3 separate regions of the Mus musculus genome follow, and regions 1 and 3 are each linked to region 2. Evidence: chromatin contacts called from public Hi-C data. All regions are on one chromosome and are shown on one strand. The core of a region is the stretch at or near the end of the contact, and the rest is flanking DNA. Distances in the headings are between cores, read along the strand shown.

The links. Hi-C and Micro-C count contacts between places; a contact is called where the count stands out from the background.
Region 1: a Hi-C map of embryonic fibroblasts shows a contact between it and region 2, with 5 times the contacts expected there. The contact joins two enhancer-like sites. A contact is called at or near these places in 3 of 484 Hi-C or Micro-C datasets (adipose-derived mesenchymal stem cells, embryonic fibroblasts and uterus) and 2 of 115 datasets of contacts at active chromatin or transcription factors (the NIH/3T3 cell line and vascular smooth muscle cells).
Region 3: a Hi-C map of muscle stem cells shows a contact between it and region 2, with 2.5 times the contacts expected there. The contact joins the promoter of 2210011K15Rik here to the enhancer-like site in region 2. A contact is called at or near these places in 1 of 484 Hi-C or Micro-C datasets (muscle stem cells) and 4 of 115 datasets of contacts at active chromatin or transcription factors (the NIH/3T3 cell line, embryonic fibroblasts, embryonic stem cells and 1 more).

Annotation. Positions count from the first base shown.
Region 1 is chr1:121,397,655-121,400,567 of GRCm38.p6, forward strand. No RefSeq gene overlaps it. Among named protein-coding and RNA genes, the nearest start is that of Ccdc93, 32 kb to the right of the region's middle. Within about 2 kb of position 1,472, at least 50 of the 459 cell types and tissues checked have an H3K27ac peak or open chromatin away from gene starts, as enhancers often do. A contact at or near this core is called in the NIH/3T3 cell line, embryonic fibroblasts and uterus, where this site is marked.
Region 2 is chr1:120,756,502-120,759,417 of GRCm38.p6, forward strand. All of the region lies in intron 2 of 2610027F03Rik (a long non-coding RNA gene), which reads left to right. Among named protein-coding and RNA genes, the nearest start is that of Gm29345, 48 kb to the right of the region's middle. Within about 2 kb of position 1,445, at least 87 of the 459 cell types and tissues checked have an H3K27ac peak or open chromatin away from gene starts, as enhancers often do. A contact at or near this core is called in the NIH/3T3 cell line, embryonic fibroblasts, muscle stem cells and 2 more, where this site is marked.
Region 3 is chr1:121,358,675-121,361,374 of GRCm38.p6, forward strand. 2210011K15Rik (a long non-coding RNA gene) reads right to left here and starts at 1,397. Exons shown (of 3, transcript XR_003947976.1): 1 at 1,348-1,397; 2 at 1,138-1,243.

The DNA.
Region 1 (2,913 bases), core at 222-2,721, 640 kb after region 2:
CCTCTAGAGAGTTTGGATTCAAATGCCAGTATGCACATGTGGCTAACAGGAACTGCAACTCCAGTTTCAGGGTGCCCGATGCCCTCTTCTAGTCTCTGAGGACACTGTATGAATGTGATGCATAGACGTATATTCAGGCAAAACATCACATACATAAAATAAAAATAAATATTTAAGATGATTATATAAATATTAAATCTAATAAGTAATATATAAAAACTATCTTAGTAAAGCTCTTATGAGGTACCCTGTGTAAGTTATTTCCAATAACTACTCTGCCTCTTCCAGACATATCAATCTAGTACCTAACCAAAAAAAAAAAAAAAAAATGAAGTTCAGGAAGGGTAAGAAATATGAAAGTTAAGGGTGAGTCAAATTCATGCCAATAAGATGCCAAGATCGACTTCTAGCTAGAGCCCTACCACTATTGGACACCACACCGTCCAGTCCTAAGGGATACAGCCTCTGCCTACATCACAGCCTCTCCTTCCAGGAGGAGAATCTAAAAAGCTAGGATGAGAAGAAGCCAGTGAAAGCTCAGTGAATAAGCATTTGTTGCAAAGCCCAAGGTGAGAACCAACGTCTACAAGTTGTCCTTGGACCATCCCACACAGGCAAACATACCTCACCTATCCTCGCACTATATAAAATTTAAAATCTTAAATAGAAGAGAGAAAAGGAAAAAGACGAAGGATATAGGTTGTCAGTGATGAATGGCCAGAAAACTCTCAATGCTGAGTCACCCTGAGCAAGCTCTGTGTTAGGGAGTGGCGAGAGTGAAGGAGAGACTCTCATGCCAATGCACAGCAGGAGCAACATGGAAGCCCCAGTGTGATGATTGATTCCACTAAAGGGCTTGCCTTACAAGCAGCAGGACCTGAGTTAGAACCCCAGAACCCATGCAAAACAAAACAGACAAAATAAAACAGCACAAAGAAACAAAGGATGCAAAACAAACAAACAAACAAACAAACAAAATACAAGCATGGAAGGTTGTGTGCACTTGTGATCCCAGCCCTGGGGAGGCAAAGACCAGCAGATCCCTGCCTACTTGGATAACTCCAGAGCAGCTCCAGAGCAGAACCCCTGCCTCAGAATAACAAGGGGAATATCATCTCACGAACAACAAAGGAGGCGCTCGTATGTTTTTCAACATGCACATTTATGCGTGCACACACACACACACATACGTATGCACAAAGCAAAACAACACAGTTCACACTCATCAGGACTCCTGCTGTAGCTAGTCCCATCCAGGATGAGGACAAGGAGTACTAAATAATGGAGATGACGGATGTGGGTAGTGACTTACATGTGAAGCCTTGTTACTTGGGAGTGATAGCTGTGTTTTAGACTCCTCTGTCTCAGCAGAAAGCCCGATGAAGGCGTCCATACTGGCAAGGGTGGGACACGGCCTGGGAAGAAAAATGGGATTGCAAGAAGCAGCCAAGACCAGCCCTAAAATCCCCAGTTGGAAGTGTCTCTGTAGTCTGTGGCTTGGCCTAAGACCAGGGTAGAAACATGTGGTCTGAGCACAACAGGCTGGAGACCAGAGGGTCAGGAAGGACATGGGTTTATGAATGTCTTCGTCAGATTAAAGGATCTTGTCTCTCCAAGCAACCGTTTCTAGATCTGCATGGTCTTGCAGAGTCTGTTCATCCCGGATTGCAGTTATTCACATTGTTTCCCAAAATGCCGGCTAGGAAGGCTTGGGAATGATAAAGCAGGAGGCTCAGGAAGCTCATTCGCTTGGGGTAGAGGAATCCAGATCTCTGCCAGCTAATTTAACAAGAGACCCGAGGCGAGAACCACCTCTAATAATTCAAAACTAAAATTAGACATTCATTTGAAAAAAAAAATCAGGTAACCGAAACAAAAACGAGGGGAACTTTGTTTATTTAAATTATGAGGCTAATTGCCTCAACTCTCCAATTCCCCTCAGTGGGGTAGACTTGGCTTGAGTCTATCAGTATCCATGGCGACTCATCTAATAAGTAAACTGCATTAGCTCTGCCACTAGCAGAGAGAAGGGAGGGGTCTTGAAATGTATCTGTGTGGCTTCCTTCCAGTGCAAGGCATTTCATTATGTCCTGAGGACATGAGGCACTTCAAAGAGGATTGAAATCTGGAATGAGGGGGAGGAGTTTGGGATTATATACTTGCTTTTTAGTTTTATTTTTATATATGAGAATCAGACGCTAGAGATGGGGGACTCTGGAGAGAGGATTTTTTTTCTCTCTCTCTCTTCTGGGCTAGGGTTTTGTTTTGATTTGCTCAATGGTTGATATCTTTCCAAAAAGTTCCCCCATGAAAGCAGGCTTTCTTGTTTCCTCTTATATACATAATTTCAAGTGTATGTGACAGGCTATCTGTTAAGACAATACTCACACCTGATTCTATCTCGAGAAGGAAATGATGCAACGAATCGTTGCTGGTACCCAAACGATGTAAAGTGGCAATAAAAATCACCTCAAACAGGCACTGTGGGGTTCCTGTAACTACAGAAAACTAACTTGCTCTGTATCCATTTACTTTTAAAAATCATTTCACGATTAGAAGCATGTCAACTGGTCTAATTATTGCAGCAAATAATGAATCATTTCCTTTACAATCACTTATTAATTAGCCATCATAACACTGTTGTGAATTAGGTAGAAAGACAAGGATTCAATATTCGGTTATTAACACCTAATTAAAATATTCATTGTTTCCCATATGTTGTTTATAGCTTGGCTTCTTCCACACACTTGACAGGATTTCACTAACATGGAACAATGTCTTCCATTTGCTTAGCTCCGTCGCCATCTGTTGTTCAGAAGTAGAATATGTCTTCCTGTCTCCCTCTCCCCTCCCTTACCTCTTGCTTTTGGGAGAGTTTTAATTGCGATCAACAGTGTTCTCTTGAAAATGTTT
Region 2 (2,916 bases), core at 195-2,694:
CCACTGTCCCCAGGTATGAGCCTTCAGGTATGCAGTGACACTCCTGGGTTTTTTAATGGGAGCCAGGGATTCAAGTGTGGGTCCTTGACAAGCACTTTACCCACAGACCCATCTCTCCAGGTCTGATTATAATTATTATAATAATAATTATTAAAAGGCATCCTGTATGTTTAGTGTCAATTCAGAAGTATTTGTCATTTCTGATCCCGACTCTCACACTGTCCCAGGCTATGATTACCCTCTTCCTCCAGCCTGCTAAATCCTGAGCTTACAGGCGTGTGCTACCATGCCTGGCAAACACCCTTTAGTACTTGGCCTCCAATAACTGAGTTTGGTTTAATTAAGTAATCAGATGGACTATCACAGATAAGCCAGTCCTGAACACAAACAACAAAGGAAAGTACTTCTAAGACACAGCCATTCCTGTCAGGTTCTGATCACTATCATCTTGATGGTTTTTATCTTTTGTATCATAAAATAATTCATCTTAAACATTGCACTTAAAGGAACTTGACTGCTGATTCATATTTGAGTTAATCTGGTATCAATTACTGGCTTGGGTTTGGAAAATTCGATGTCTGAGCAGATGAAATACTTCAATACCTTAGATAGAGCTGGTTTCTGGATCCAGCCTGCAGTGGCATGGTCAGAAAAGTTTAAAATATTTCTGCCAGATTCAAAGACGAGCAAGATTAAAAATTCCCAAATGTGTATCCTGGATCTCCTCCAAAAAACATTCCATCTTTATTCATTATTGGATATTGTCTTGATTAAAATTCCTGTTGGTTTGTCCTTGGTTAAGTAGTAATCTTGTAGCCTAGCATTTGGAATGTATTGGGATCATGTGACACGCGTGAGCCCAAATGAATATAGAGAGATCTCTTTCACAAGTCAGCAAGGACGACTAGAACGAGTTCAGATTTCAGCAGCGCAGCTTCAGGCGGGGGGAGGGGAGGGAGTTATCTGGTCGGCACATTCTTTGCCAACATGTGAGTCAGAAAGAGCTGTTCAAAGCAGGATGACTTTCCCCGTAACACCAAAGTCCTGAATCCAGGCCGATTTCTCCAGAGAACTTGAGATTCTCCCCCTTCTTCCCCCTTTATCTCTCTGTTCTATTTCTAGCAGTTGCTAACTTCACCCAGTAACATGTGAAAAATGCAGTCCACAATGGGAAGCAGATGACTAGGCCACCATCTTCTGAGTCACCCTTCTGTCCTCTGCATTCCTTTCAAGACTGAGGACTGATTCTGAGGAGGGGCTGAGCAGGGAAATCCAAGGGAAATTTGGGTCTCTTCAATAACCCTGAAAGAGAATGTGTGTATGTGTGTGTGTGTACGTGTGTCTGTCTGTATGTGTGTGTCCACATGTTTATGTAGAAGCCAGAGGACAGCCTTAGCTGTCCTCTCCTTCCAGGCACTGTCCACCTTTGAGACTGGGTTTCTTAAGGACCTGTAGCTCTCTGATTCAGCTAGGCTGGCTGGCCTGTTTCTGCCTCCCTCGTATAAGCATCTACTACCATACTTGGCTTTTTAACGAGGGTGCTGGAGATGTAAACAGAGGTCTTGCATGGTAAGTACATCACTGAAAGAGCCATCTCCCTACCCTCATGCAGATGCTTTTTTGGTTCCCACAACCTGCCTGGTACTGATCCCCAGGGACTCCAGTCTAGGTCCTGATGCTTGTGGAAGATCAAGAAGAAAGGGAGGGAGGCTGTGCAACATTGGAAGGCCCAGCTGGCCTTTTGTTTTGTTTTATATTAATGGGCACTGGGACATGAAGTCTGTCTCAGAGCAGGGAGGGACAGAATATTGGCGAAGGTCTGAGTCCCCAGAGATGACAAGAGCTGTCAGCACCTCTCTTGTGCTGGAAACATATCCGTCAGCTAGAAAAAGTCATGAGGTGGAGCTGGAGCCAAGCGTTTTGGGATAGACTCAACTTTAAGGCAAGCTGTCGGGGAGTCAGTTCAAGGCTGTGTAATCCCCAGTATGGCCGGTAAGAATACCACGGGGGCCTGGAGGAAACTATGCTCCTGCTGGCTCCAGGAACTGGGTCGGGATCCTCAGGAACAAAGCATCCAGCTGCAGTGATAGCTGCAAAGAAGCTCAAAGGGGTGTGTATGTGTGTGTGTGTGTGTGTGTGTGTGTGTGTGCACATTTATGAAGGTCAGAGGTCAATGCCAGACATCTTCCTCAATTTCTCTCCACCTTATTTGTTGAGATAGGGTCTCACCCTAAACCTGGAGCTCAGAGATTTGTCCAGACTGGCTGACTGGGAGACCCAGTCATCCTTTGCCTCTGCCTATCAAGTGCTGGGAGTGTAGGCAGGTAACTCCAAGCCCAACTTTTCATATGGGCGAGGGGATCTGAATGCAGCGCCTCACACTTGTGTGGCAAGTGTTATCTCATCAGCCTGACACTTCACAGTATCGTGTGACCCTGGCCGCCCAGCTTCTGGGAATCTGGCCTGCTACTTACAGAAATGAATGAGTCAGCTCACTTCCCATGAGGCCAAGCCTCAGGCAGTCTTCTTGGGTTTAGAGTGAACTTGCCTTCAGTCTCTCACCCACGTGCAGAAACACCAGTCAAACCAGGATGCTGAGTAGTTAGTTAAATGGTAGCTATGAGATGATCAAGGCTCTGTCTGGTTTCTTCAGATCTGTAGGCCCCACACCCAGAATAGTAACTGCATATCCATATTTGAGATTGAGTAAATGAATAAATGAATGAATAATATCAGATTTGTGAATAAGAATCTATGGTGCAATAGTCAAATGGTTTTGAGCACATGAGCTGACAAATGCATTTAATATTTTAACACATATATATCATATAACATAATACTTTAGTTCATTCATCTTTTCCCTCTCCATTCTCTTCCCTTCTTCTTTCTTTTTTTCTCCCCTACCTTTGTTCCCTT
Region 3 (2,700 bases), core at 147-2,646, 600 kb after region 2:
CCCTCCTGCCCCTGCTGCCCCTCCTGCCCCTCCCGCCCTTGCTGCCCTTGCTGCCCCTCCTGCCCCTCCTGCCCCTGCTGCCCCTCCCGCAACTGCTGCCCCTGCTGCCCCTCCTGCCCCTCCCGCCCTTGCTGCCCTTGCTGTCCCTCCCGTCCCTCCCGCACCTGCTGCCCCTCCTGCCCCTCCTGCCCCTCCTGCCCCTGCTGCCCCTCCCGCCCTTGTTGCCCCTCCTGCCCCTGCTGCCCCCCTGCTGCCCCTCCCGCCCCTGCTGTCCCTCCTGCCCCTCCTGCCCCTCCCGCCCTTGCTGCCCTTGCTGCCCCTCCTGCCCCTGCTGCCCCAGCTGCCCCTCCTGTCCCTCCTGCCCCTGCTGCCCCTCCTGTCCCTCCTGCCCCAGCTGCCCCTCCTGTCCCTCCTGCCCCTGCTGCCCCTCCTGCCCCTCCCGCCCTTGCTGCCCTTGCTGCCCCTCCTGCCCCTCCTGCCCCTGCTGCCCCTCCCGCAACTGCTGCCCCTGCTGCCCCTCCTGCCCCTCCCGCCCTTGCTGCCCTTGCTGTCCCTCCCGTCCCTCCCGCACCTGCTGCCCCTCCTGCCCCTCCTGCCCCTCCTGCCCCTGCTGCCCCTCCCGCCCTTGTTGCCCCTCCTGCTGCCCCTGTTGCCCCTGATGCCCCTGATGCCCCTCCCACCCCTGCTGCCCCTTCTGCCCCTCCTGCCCTTGCTGCCCCTCCAGCCCCTGATGCCCCTCCTGCCCCTCCTGCACCTCCTGATCCTCCTGCCCTTGCTGCCCCTCCTGCCCCTGCTGCCACTCCTGCTACTCCTGCCCCTCCCGCCCTTGCTGCCCCTCCATCTTCCCCTCCTGCCCCTGCTGCCCCTGCTGCCCCTGCCACCCCTTCTGCTGCCACTGCTCCTCGGAGTTGCTTCTGGTTGGGTGTGGCTGCAGAGGCGAGCAGAATGACCAGCACAAGTCTCAGCCTTCAATCGTTCGCGTTAGATCGTGCTGATGAAAATATCACGTCTAAGGCTCGTCTTCTTACGTCTGAAGAACAGTTAACATTTACTGATTTCATTGTAGGGGAATGCAGAGGTTCCATACTGTGTGTGACCGTCCAACGACATTATGTCAGAGTCAGTGCTCTCACTTACCATCTAGGTCCCAAGGATCAAGCTCGGTCCACCGGCCCGGCAGCCAGCACCTCTACTGGATGAGCAGTCTCCTCAGCCCTTCAGCTTCTGGCATTGGAGCCACACCCTAGAGGAAAGCAAACCCAGAGCTCGGGAGTTAGGCCCTTGCATTTCTTTTATCTCAGATGTGAATTTACAGACTTAGAAATCAGATGCGAGGAAGCTACCAACACTCATCGTCTTTGGACTCTGCCAGGCATTGTCATGGTTCGGCCTCCATGATACAGGAGTGTTGGGAGTTCTGCAAAACCAGCTGGGGTGAACTTTCTTTATCTCGGAAACCATATAAGCAAGCTGGTCTAGTAAGTGCAACAGGGCAAGGCATGGCGCCATAGCAGGAAAGGGCTCTGCAGTCTTTTTTTTTTTTTTTTTTTTTGTCACTGCAATAAAATTCCATGATCAGAGTAACTTTATAGGAGTAAAAAAGTGCGTATTTTGGCTTACAGTCCCATTGGGAGAGTCCATAATGGAGGTAGAGGCAGTAAATAGCCAGAGAATGAAGCTGAGGGAGTGTGTATCCATCCACATGCAAGACCCAGGCAGAGAAAACCATCAGGAAGGCTTGGCTTATAAACTTCCACCTTAAGACTCAGACTCACACACATGCACACACACACACTCATACACACACACACACACTCACTCTCACACACACTCACACACACACACATGCACACACTCACACACTCACACACACACACAGTCATACGCACACACTATTGACTTGTGTGCAAAGCTGTCTGTACTCTTAGTGATGTTCTTAATGCTAAGAATCTCCGTGAGGGACATTCACCCCTGGCAGGGGAATAACAGACCACAGACACAATTTCGTATCAGCCCAGCCTGATGAGCCAATGAGCTCACTCCTGGTGAATCCGTGAGTCAGAGGCTGCTGACAGGAGCAGGAGGGATGACGCATGGCAATAGCATCTCTGGAGTTCCTCTCCCCATCTCCCTTTTACTTCCTATATACTCTATTGCTTCTCCCAGACCAGGTGACAGGTGAGGGTGGTGGGTAGGATCTTGGATGAAAGTCTAGGAACCCTCTCTCCTCCACCTATGAACCATGAGTGAATGTTGCTAGTCTCAGCACATGACTATGCTCTAGCTATCTGCATGTTTATTGTCTTTCTTATTCCCCTGTCTAGACTGGAAGCAGAGCAAGGTCCCCTGTAGTTCCTATAGCAATCTTGTCTCTATGAGGACTATAACCATGTGATGCTCAAAAGAAATAACTACATCATAATAATCTCCAAAGCTTTCTTTTTCATACTATAAAACATAAAGCTGTAGTATGAATTTTATGCCAAATGTAGTGTAAATATCCCTTGGGGATAGAACACAAAGTCCAAAAACAACAAGTAGGGAAAAGATCCCATCTAAATCGCCAGCAGGAACATGCCTACGGCTGCTCTGTTGAGAACACCAGCAGATTTGCCTCAGATTAAAAGCACAATTGCACTCAGTCATCACCAGAGAAGCTTTCTTCTGCAGCAGATGGGAACAAACATAACAATGTCAATA